Regions from separate parts of the Sus scrofa genome. Here region 1 is linked to region 2. The links are chromatin contacts, called in public HiChIP or PLAC-seq maps. All regions are on one chromosome and are shown on one strand. The core of a region is the stretch at or near the end of the contact, and the rest is flanking DNA. Distances in the headings are between cores, read along the strand shown. Region 1 holds the start of CHURC1 (protein Churchill). Region 2 holds the start of LOC102158547.

Region 1 (4,471 bases), core at 1,039-3,538, 220 kb before region 2:
CAAGGGCAGGGACCGAACCCGCAACCTCATGGTTCCTAGTCGGATTCGTTAACCACTGCGCCACGACGGGAACTCCTTTTCTTTCTTTCTTTTTTTTTTTTTTTTTTTTTGCTATCCTATATTTTCACTTGACTCCTGGGATGTTACATTCTCAACTTCAGATGAAACATGATAAAAACAATCTGATTATCTGCCTCCCCAATTTTGGTTCTCCCTCCCATATGGCTCCAATTTCTGTAGTGATACTTCCACATTTCCCAGCTGCCTAGACTGAAAAGCCTGAGATCATTGACAGCTCCCTCATCTTTCCTCCTACATTAAATTGGTTGAGTCCTGTTAATTCCTTGAAATGAGGTCTTCATTATCTCATGCCTACACTACTGTCGCCATTTGGCTCCCCAAATGCTCTGTAGCATTCCCCCTAATCCCAACATCACAACATATAACCATAAGATTCATTTTCCTAAATAGCAGATTTCAGAATCATTTCCCTATTCAGGTTTTTTGGATGGCAGCCCAGTGCCTAAAGTGTAAAATCTAAACTTCTCAATATAATTTTAAAGTCTTTTGGTAGCTCTGCTCTTAAAAATCCAATCTAATTTCTTTTTTTGTATGTTTGTTATTTCACTGTTACTTTCATTACTCATTCACTCATGGTGTTCCCTCCTATGACTATATCACATTTTTCCAGTCTACAACCACAAATAACACTCTTATGAACATTCTCATACAAGTCTCCAAGATCATACTACATACATGCCTTTATTTGTCTAGAATAGAAACTGCCAAATCATTCTGCATGCATATCTTTAACTTTTTTTATAATACTAGAATTTCTTCAAAGAAGTTGTACCATATGAGTGTTTATGTTACGTATACAACCTTTCCAAACACTAATTACTACTCAAAATATCAGAGACAGAAGCAATTTTCTACCTCCCAACCAGTATGAGAATCATTCTAGTTATCCTGCCCCCTAGCCTTCAGCTCCTCCTTTCCTTTTCTACCCTAGTCACAACTATCTTTCAAGTCTCAAATGAAGTCCACCTTTCTTTTAAGAGAACAGCGGTATCACTTACTGCTCTCCCCTTTCTCTAAACTTAAATAGGATTTATGTACTGTACTTGTCAGTTTTTGTTAATCACATTCTCCTGTAAAATATCAGCTCTCCAGCAACACGGTAGCTGCTTTTTTTTTTTTTTTTTTTTTTTTTTTTGGTCTTTTTGTCTTTTTACCTTTTCTAGGGCCGCTTCCTAGCATATGGAGGTTCCCAGGCTAGAGGTCTAATCGGAGCTGTAGCCACCCACCTGCGCCAGAGCCACAGCAACGCGGGATGCCAGCCGCGTCTGCAACCTACACCACAGCTCAGGGCAACGCCGGGTCCTTAACCCGCTGAGCAAGGCCAGGGATCGAACCTGCAACCTCATGGTTCCTAGTCGGATTCATTAACCACTGCGCCACGACGGGAACTCCTGCTTTTTATTTCTTACATGGTATCCTTTTCTGGCCTAGCAAGGTACTAGCTACATACATATAAACTGTTCAGTAAGTACACCTGGAATGAGAGCAAGCAAGCTTAGCAACCTCCTGAGCTCCAAAGGAACAGAGATCTAAAAGAAAGTAACACTCCAGAAATCTGAATTCTACTCTTGCTTCTCATACTAACTAGAACGTGAACTCTGGCATTAGTTTCCTAATGCAATCTCCTCTCCAGCCATTAGTTTCATCTGCAAAACTGGGTTAGAACGGATGAGCTCAGAGGTCTCTTCCGGCGCTAGAATTCAGAAAGAACAATGAACAAGCTTGAGAATAAGACCAGGGTAGGGGTGGGGGTGTCCTTCTGTTGTCGACTGGTTGTAGTTGGGGTTTCATTTTCTTTGTCCCCTGGAGCTCAAGAAAAATGGGGTGACGGCTGATATCAGTCGCCAAAGAAGGGATCAGCGGGAACCAACAGTTTCAGGCCGTCTCCGCTGTCAGGTGCCTAAGTACAGCTACCGGGTCACTGGTTGGGGCGGAGCGGCTGAGTCCGCCCAGCGCCCTGGTTTTTTAGGAAAGACCGGCCGGAGGAGTGAGAAACCTCAGGGGCGATCACGGGCCAAGGGCGCAGGAGGTTCTAGGTGCCCACTCGCTCACCCTGTTGGGATATTCCTTCTCCACACAGTCCCCACACATCGCGAAGCAGTTAACAGGGAACGTCCTCCAGTGCTTCCGGGAAGAGGAAACCTCGCGAGAGCACAAAGAAGGTTGACGCATGCGCCCAGAGTACAAGACCCCGGAGTATTTGGTCCCGGGAACCAATTCCAAGTCTCCGCCCTTTAGCAACTGTTGTCAGGGCAGGGAGTGGTCTCCAAGACAACAATCATAGGCAAGGAGTAGGACTTGAGAAACCTTCCAAGAAAGAGGATGGGACCGTGGACCCTCTGGGGGGAAGGAGAAGGGACTCTTCAACTGAGCAAAGTTCAAATAGACGCCTTCCTGAGTCTAGGCTGACAGAGGACAAGTCACAGAACACAAGAAAGGGAATTCTTTCTCATTGCCTTGGCTCACATTTATAAAGTTGAAATTGTAATTTGGATACTTTTCCATACCATTTCTTAGGGGCAGTGAGAGTGATAGTTCAGATCTTGGCAGGTGAATAAGCAGTAAGTGAAGTGTTTGGCAAGAGGCATTTAAAGCTCTGCAGAGAATCTCCTAAAAACACAAAATATTAATAATCAATGACCATCCTAGAATCTTCTGGAGAACGTAGAGATGGGAAACGTGTTTCTGTCTATGTGTCTTTCCTTTTCGGATGAGGAAACCAAGGACAAGTGGAAACCAAATGGTTAAACGTCTTGCCTAAGATGACAAAACTACTCAGTAGTCAGCCAGGACTAGGACTCAGTTCCTACCCTAGGTTCAGCACCTTTTTAATGCAGTAGCCACATGTGGCTATAAAGCACTTTTTTTTTTTGCCATTTCTTGGGCCACTCTCATGGTATATGGAGGTTCCCAGGCTAGGGGTCGAGAGTCAGAGCTGTAACTGCCGGTCTACGCCAGAGCCACAGCAACACAGGATCCGAGCCGCGTCTGCAACCTACACCACAGCTCATGCAACGCTGGATCCTTAACTCACTGAGCAAGGGCAGGGACCGAACCCGCAACCTCATGGTTCCTAGTCGGATTTGTTAACGGGAACTCCCTAAAGCACTTTTAATGTGGCAGATTTGAACTGAGATGTGTTGTGAGTACATCCTGCACACTAGATTTAGAAGACTTATTATGTAAAACGTTTTAAGGTATTTCATCAGCAATTTTTTTTTTTTTTTGTGCTGCTAAGGGCGAACTGGAGCAGCAGCTGCCCTCTTACACCACAGCAGGCCAGATCCTTAACCCACTGAGTGAGGCCAGGGATGGAACCCACATCCTCATGAATACTAGCTGGGTTTGTTACTGCTGAGCCATGACGGGAACTCCTTCATTAGTAATTTTTATATTGATTACATGTTGAAATAGTTTGGCTAAATACAAATGTATTATTAAAATTAATGTCATCTGTTTCATTTTAATCTGGCTACTAGAAAATTGAAAATTCACATGTAGCTTGCATTATATTTCTACTGGACAGGGCTGGTTTATGCAGTTGTCTTTCAATCCATTTTTAAATATGCTGTTTGTTTTTAAAGTCTAGTGCTGACTTAATTTTGCTAACCACCATATCTATTCTGTTCAATGCTATAGACGTTTGTCGGGTGCCTTCACTGTGCAAGGAACTGTGAGGCCAACAGGAAGATGAAAAAGACATTGTCCTTTCCTATTCTCCAGGTAGTCACAGTAGAGTCTGAGAGAGAAAATTAGCACAAATACTTATAGTTACTGCTAGATTGTGGTATAAGAGCACAAAATGGAGAAACTACTTCCAGGTGGGGACTGGAAAAGAGGAATTTGAGCCTTGAAAAATAGTTAGGATTTCAAAAAGCAGAGAGTTTCAGTATACAAATTTCAGGTGGACCAATGCAAGGAGTTTGGATTTTACTCTGTAGGTAATAGGGAGCCACTGAAAGTTTGAGCAGGAGAATGATAATAAAGCTGTGGTTTAGTAAGATTATTTTAGCAGCATTTCATTGGGACTGATGGGAACTGGAAGAAACTAGACATGGAAAGGTAGACACTAACAAGAACCACAAGAGGGAGATGTATAGCTTTCTGCTCATCACTAATAGAAAAAATGTATGATTAATAAATTCAATAAATAAAAAATTACACTGTAAAGATCTCAAAGAGTATGTTCTTTGGCGTGAAATGATTTCACTTTCTGAGGCATGACAATCTACATATTTACCACCATTTTTTTACCTTCCCAGAGTGATATAGTGTCTTGTTACTAAAAAGGTCATGGGAGGAGTTCCCACTGTGGCTCAGTGGTAACAAACTCAACTAGTATCTCTGAAGACGTGGGTTTGATCTCTGGCCTCGATCAGTGGGTTAAGGA
Region 2 (4,535 bases), core at 711-3,210:
CAGGCAGCAGGGGAAGCAGCGCACACACACCTGGGAGTCCCACATCCTCAACAAATCCAGGATAGGGTAGAAAAGTCTCACCAGCTCGAGAGTCAGCACTAACTAGGGTTTCTATTGCCACCTCCCTCTCATGAATCCCCCACATGCCTAAAACGGAAAGATTTCCATCTAGAGGCTTTAGCAATGATGGCATTAAATAACGTGGGCTCGCCCTGCAGAATTTGGTTGGAGAAATAACAACATAAAAGACTCTCACTAATGGGAGTTCCCGATGTAGCACAATGGATAGGCAGTGTCTCTGGAGCACTGGGATGCAAGTTGGATCCTCCCCCGCCCAGTACTGTGGTTAAGGATACAGTGTTGCCACAGCTGCTGCTTGGGTTGCAACTGCTGCTCTGATCTGATCCCTGGCCTGGGAACTCCATATGCTCTGGGACAGCCAAAGAAGAAGGAAAAAAAAAAAAAGACTGTCACTTACTGAATAGCTCTATAAGCCCTAAGAAGTTAACACATGTTAGCTCACTGTTCAGTCTCATAAAACCATACATGGTAGGTATGATGACTAACTCCACTTTACAGGTGAGAAACACAGGCTCAAAGGAGTTTAGCACCGCAGGAGCTAGCAAGCTGTCAAGCCGGGATCTGAATCCCAGTATATGCAATTCCAAGCCCTGCTCCTCAGTGCTGCAGTGAGTTGCCTGAACTGGGTTTCAAGAGGACATCAGAGATGAGAGGAAATTCCTCCTTCAGTAATTACCAAATATCCCTTCCTCAGGATGCCTCCTAGGCACCCCAATCTGAAACACCCTCTCCCCTCACCCCCATGACAATTCCATCCACCTTCCCCATCAGATTTCACTAATTATCATTAACTTACCTTCCCTTTCAATTGTCTGTTCTGCTTATTGTCTGCTTCCCCCACTAGAAGTCATCCACGAGGCCAATGATTGTTTTTTGTTTGTTTTTTGTCTTTTCTAGGGCCACTCCTGCGGCATTTGGAGGTTCCCAGGCTAGGGGTCGAATCGGAGCTGTAGCCACTGGCCTATGCCAGAGCCACAGCAACTCAGGATCCGAGCCGTATCTGCAACCCACACCACAGCTCACGGCAACGCCAGATCCTTTACCGAGCAAGGCCAGGGATCGAACGTGCAACCTCATGGTTCCTAGTCGGATTTGTTAACCACTGAGCCACAACGGAAACTCCAAGGCCAATGATTGTTGTATGTTTTGTTCACTGCTGTCCCCTGCGTCCAGTGATGCTTCCCCCCCCCCAAAAAAAACCTGTTGAATGAATACTTTAAAATACAGCTAAGAGCAGTGAGTGCAGGAAGCAAAGGAGGACAATCTATCCATTCAGGGGAAGAAAGGAGAGGTGGGAAAAGATGGTGAGAGAACCTGGTCAGGGGCAAGGTGGGGGCTCCAGATGGGACCTCCAAGAGGAAATGAAGGTCTGCCAGGTCCCCTGTGGACTCCAGTAAAGCCTTCCTGCTGGTTAGTAGTAATTTCCAGCTGCCAGGGCCCAAGCCTGAGGACTTCTGCTGGGGAGGGCGGGCTTACCACTCTGAAACAAAGGCCTATGGACATGCAGCTGGCCAGAGAGACAGGACTGCACAGTGGCCGGGTCAGAGGGGGAGCCTGGGATTGTGATGGGGGGGTGGGGGTGGCTGCTAGTGAGGAGCTGAAGACAGCCCTCAGTGCAGCTGCAAAGGCAACACACACAAACCCCGTCCGCCCAGCGCCCAGAGTCCCCTCCACACAACAGGGAATAGCTAGATGGTTTCACCAAGAACCCTTCAAAGTCAGTGCTTAGCCTGGGCTGGCAGCAACCCCCCCACCCCACCCCCAGGCGTGGAATCTGAGCTTTCGCAAGGTTCTGAGAGGAGAGTGGGGCTGAAGGCGCAAGCCATACATCTGGAACATAGGTCCTCTTCCCCTCCTGCCCTTGTCATCTCTCAGGCCATGGCCTTTGGCCACCTCCAGTGTAAACACAGTGACCCGGGGATAGCTGTGGATCTGGTAAAGCAAATGTTTACTCTGGAGCTGAAATACTAGAGGCCAGGGTATAAATGTCCACTATTGGCTCCTGGTTATCTACTCTCTCCTTGGCACATATGGGACACATGCACTAAATTGTAAAGCTCTCGAGCCCCGCCCCACCGTTGCCAGCCACAGTGAGCCCTTTATTCTGCACAGGAGTTTTTGCAGCTCTCTCCATGTACAGGACACATTTTGATCCTTACCAGAGCCTCTGAGGAAAAGCAGGCAAGGACCCAATTCTATTCATGTGGAAACTGAGTCAGAGAAGATATGTGACTTGCTCAGGTCATGTTGGAGAAAGCACAGATTCGACAGTGAGGAAATCTGAGTTTTGGCCCCTATTTGGCCAACAGGAGGAACCAGGCTCCCATCTCTGGGCTCTGCTGCCTTCATGGGCAGGGGGCATAGGCTCATCTCAGGTGCCTTCCAGCCCAAATGACTCTATCAATCCCTGATGCCACAGAGTAGAGCCAGGACTAAAACTCAGGCAAAATCCTGTGCTGGACTCCTACCCAGGCCTGGGGTTGTCCCACTATCCCAGATATGCCACTTCTAATAACAGGCAGTAGGAAAGCTCATGGCAGCTCCTAGGCAAACCCCCTCCCTCTGACTCAGTTCAGCCCATGCCCACTCCCTGCCTCATCACCAGAGCAATATACCTGGGGAGCCAAGGGGTTGCCCGGCCTTCTGGGAAGGGAAGGGGGCAGCAGAGGCAGGAGTGTTAACAGCAGGAGCAGGACCACAGCGAAGAGGGTGAACAGAGAAGGGGTACACCTCTTTGCGGTTCTTATTCTCTAGGTTTTCTGCTGGAAATGATTGGGGTGAAGTCACTCAGGATTCCACTCCGAATCCAGCATAGGAGAGGCTGGAAAGGCACTTTCCTGAAGGGAGGCAGACAAAATGCTCTGTGGGAAGGCCTGGGGGCTGTCATTACTCTCCCTGCTTATTATTTCTTAAGCAAGGCCGGTGTGGCTGGGCAGCGCACAGAGGCAGGGCTGAGGAGACCCTGGGAACTCCCAGCCCGGGGTTCCCTGTAGGGTGATGCAGTCCAGATCGTCTCTTGGGAGCCCCAGAACAGGAGACCGGCCCTTTCATCTGCCAACAGTTTAGTGAGTGACTTCAAGGGTGCAGCTCTTAACAGTGGCCACTAACATCGCCCCACCCCAGGCCACACCCCTCCAGCCTCCCCCACTATTACAGTTCCCATTCGGTTCTTCCTTTTGTTTTCAAAAGCAGCTCCAAAGAGTAAAAAGCAGCTCCCTAAAAAGTCTTGAAATTTTCAAGTTTGCACCCCTTCTCTTAGCTTTCCAAACCAAAGGGCTAAGAAGAGGGAGAAAATTAACCGAACCCACTTTGGGAGTGGGCGAGGTTGAGACCGTGGCGGGCAATCGCCTATGTGCTTTCGACTCCCCGACGCCCCTTTTCTGGCCCCCAATCTAATCCCTCTAGGATACGATCTGAGATTCCCAGAGCGAGTACCGTGTGGCACCAACCCGGAACAGGCTGCTGGCGCCTCTCGAGCTACCGGGACCAGAGGCTCGGTTCCTTGCCCAAAAGAGTTTACCCTGCCCGGGTCCACAGTGCGAGGCAAAGACCAGCCCTCCTAAAACCTCCTGCCGTGGGCGCGGGTGGGCGCAACCTCGCAGGCTTCCCAGATTTCAAACTGAGCCTCCTGGAGTCACCCGGCGTGTACGCTCCTTTCGTTTCCGGGGTGGGGGCTAAAGGACAAAAAATGTCTCCTGGCAGTAGCCTCCCGAGCTCCAGCCCTGGAGGGTCGCCCTGAGAGAAGCCCATGCGGCCCTGGGCCCCCCACTGCCATCTCTAGTCCTCACCCCGCAGCGGGCTGGGGCGAGCACCCTGGAGGGTGGGGGCTTCAACACCCCTCCAGGAACTGCCGCCCCGCCGGCTGCACTGGCAGAGGGCGCGGGGAGCAACGAGGGACACTCACCGAGCAGTGGTCGCCTCGCCAGGTCCGGAACGCCAGGCGCGCGAAGCCACCCAGATGCAGCCGCAACGCGAGCGCGAGTTTGAAAGTCGCTCTGGGAAGGGGCCGAGGCTGCGGGCAGTTCCCGCCCACTGCCAGCCCCTTGGCGGCCGGGGCGCGGCCAGCTGTGAGCGCGGCCCCCCGGGACCCCAGCCCGCGCGCGCCTTCCCAGCGCCCGGCAGGAAGTCGGGGCCGAGCCGAGAGGGAGCTGCAGCGGGAGGGACGGAGGGCGGACCAGGAATTTTTCCAGTGGGTGGAGACTCTGGCCCGCGGCTGGAATCCCGCGATTGGCGGCTCGGCGGGGGAAACTTCGCGGTGCTGCGAGCTGGAACATGGGGTAAAGGCTGCGGCGGCGGTGGTGGGGCTCGCGCACCGCTAATGATTAACGCCCGCAGGTGAGGCGAGCGCGCGGCCCCGGCGGTGTGGGTCCAGCCAAACGCTGGCCGCCTCCCGGCAGCCTAGGTACGCTAAGACACAAAAGACGCACGTGGGGGCAGGGGGTTACCCCGGTGTC

The links. HiChIP or PLAC-seq counts read pairs in DNA pulled down with a chosen protein or histone mark.
Region 1: a contact with region 2 is called in an H3K27ac HiChIP or PLAC-seq map of alveolar macrophages. The contact joins the promoter of CHURC1 here to the promoter of LOC102158547 in region 2. A contact is called at or near these places in 2 of 2 datasets of contacts at active chromatin or transcription factors (alveolar macrophages and skeletal muscle).

What each region holds. Positions count from the first base shown.
Region 1 is chr7:88,982,836-88,987,306 of Sscrofa11.1, reverse strand. It overlaps CHURC1 (protein Churchill), which reads right to left and starts at 2,288. Exons shown (of 4, transcript XM_013978294.2): 1 at 2,134-2,288. The coding sequence starts at 2,253.
Region 2 is chr7:88,764,175-88,768,709 of Sscrofa11.1, reverse strand. It overlaps LOC102158547, which reads left to right and starts at 1,960. Exons shown (of 4, transcript XM_021100073.1): 1 at 1,960-2,021; 2 at 3,487-3,726; 3 at 3,877-4,416. The coding sequence starts at 1,960. PLEKHG3 (pleckstrin homology domain-containing family G member 3) reads right to left here and starts at 4,234. Exons shown (of 19, transcript XM_005666312.3): 1 at 3,986-4,234.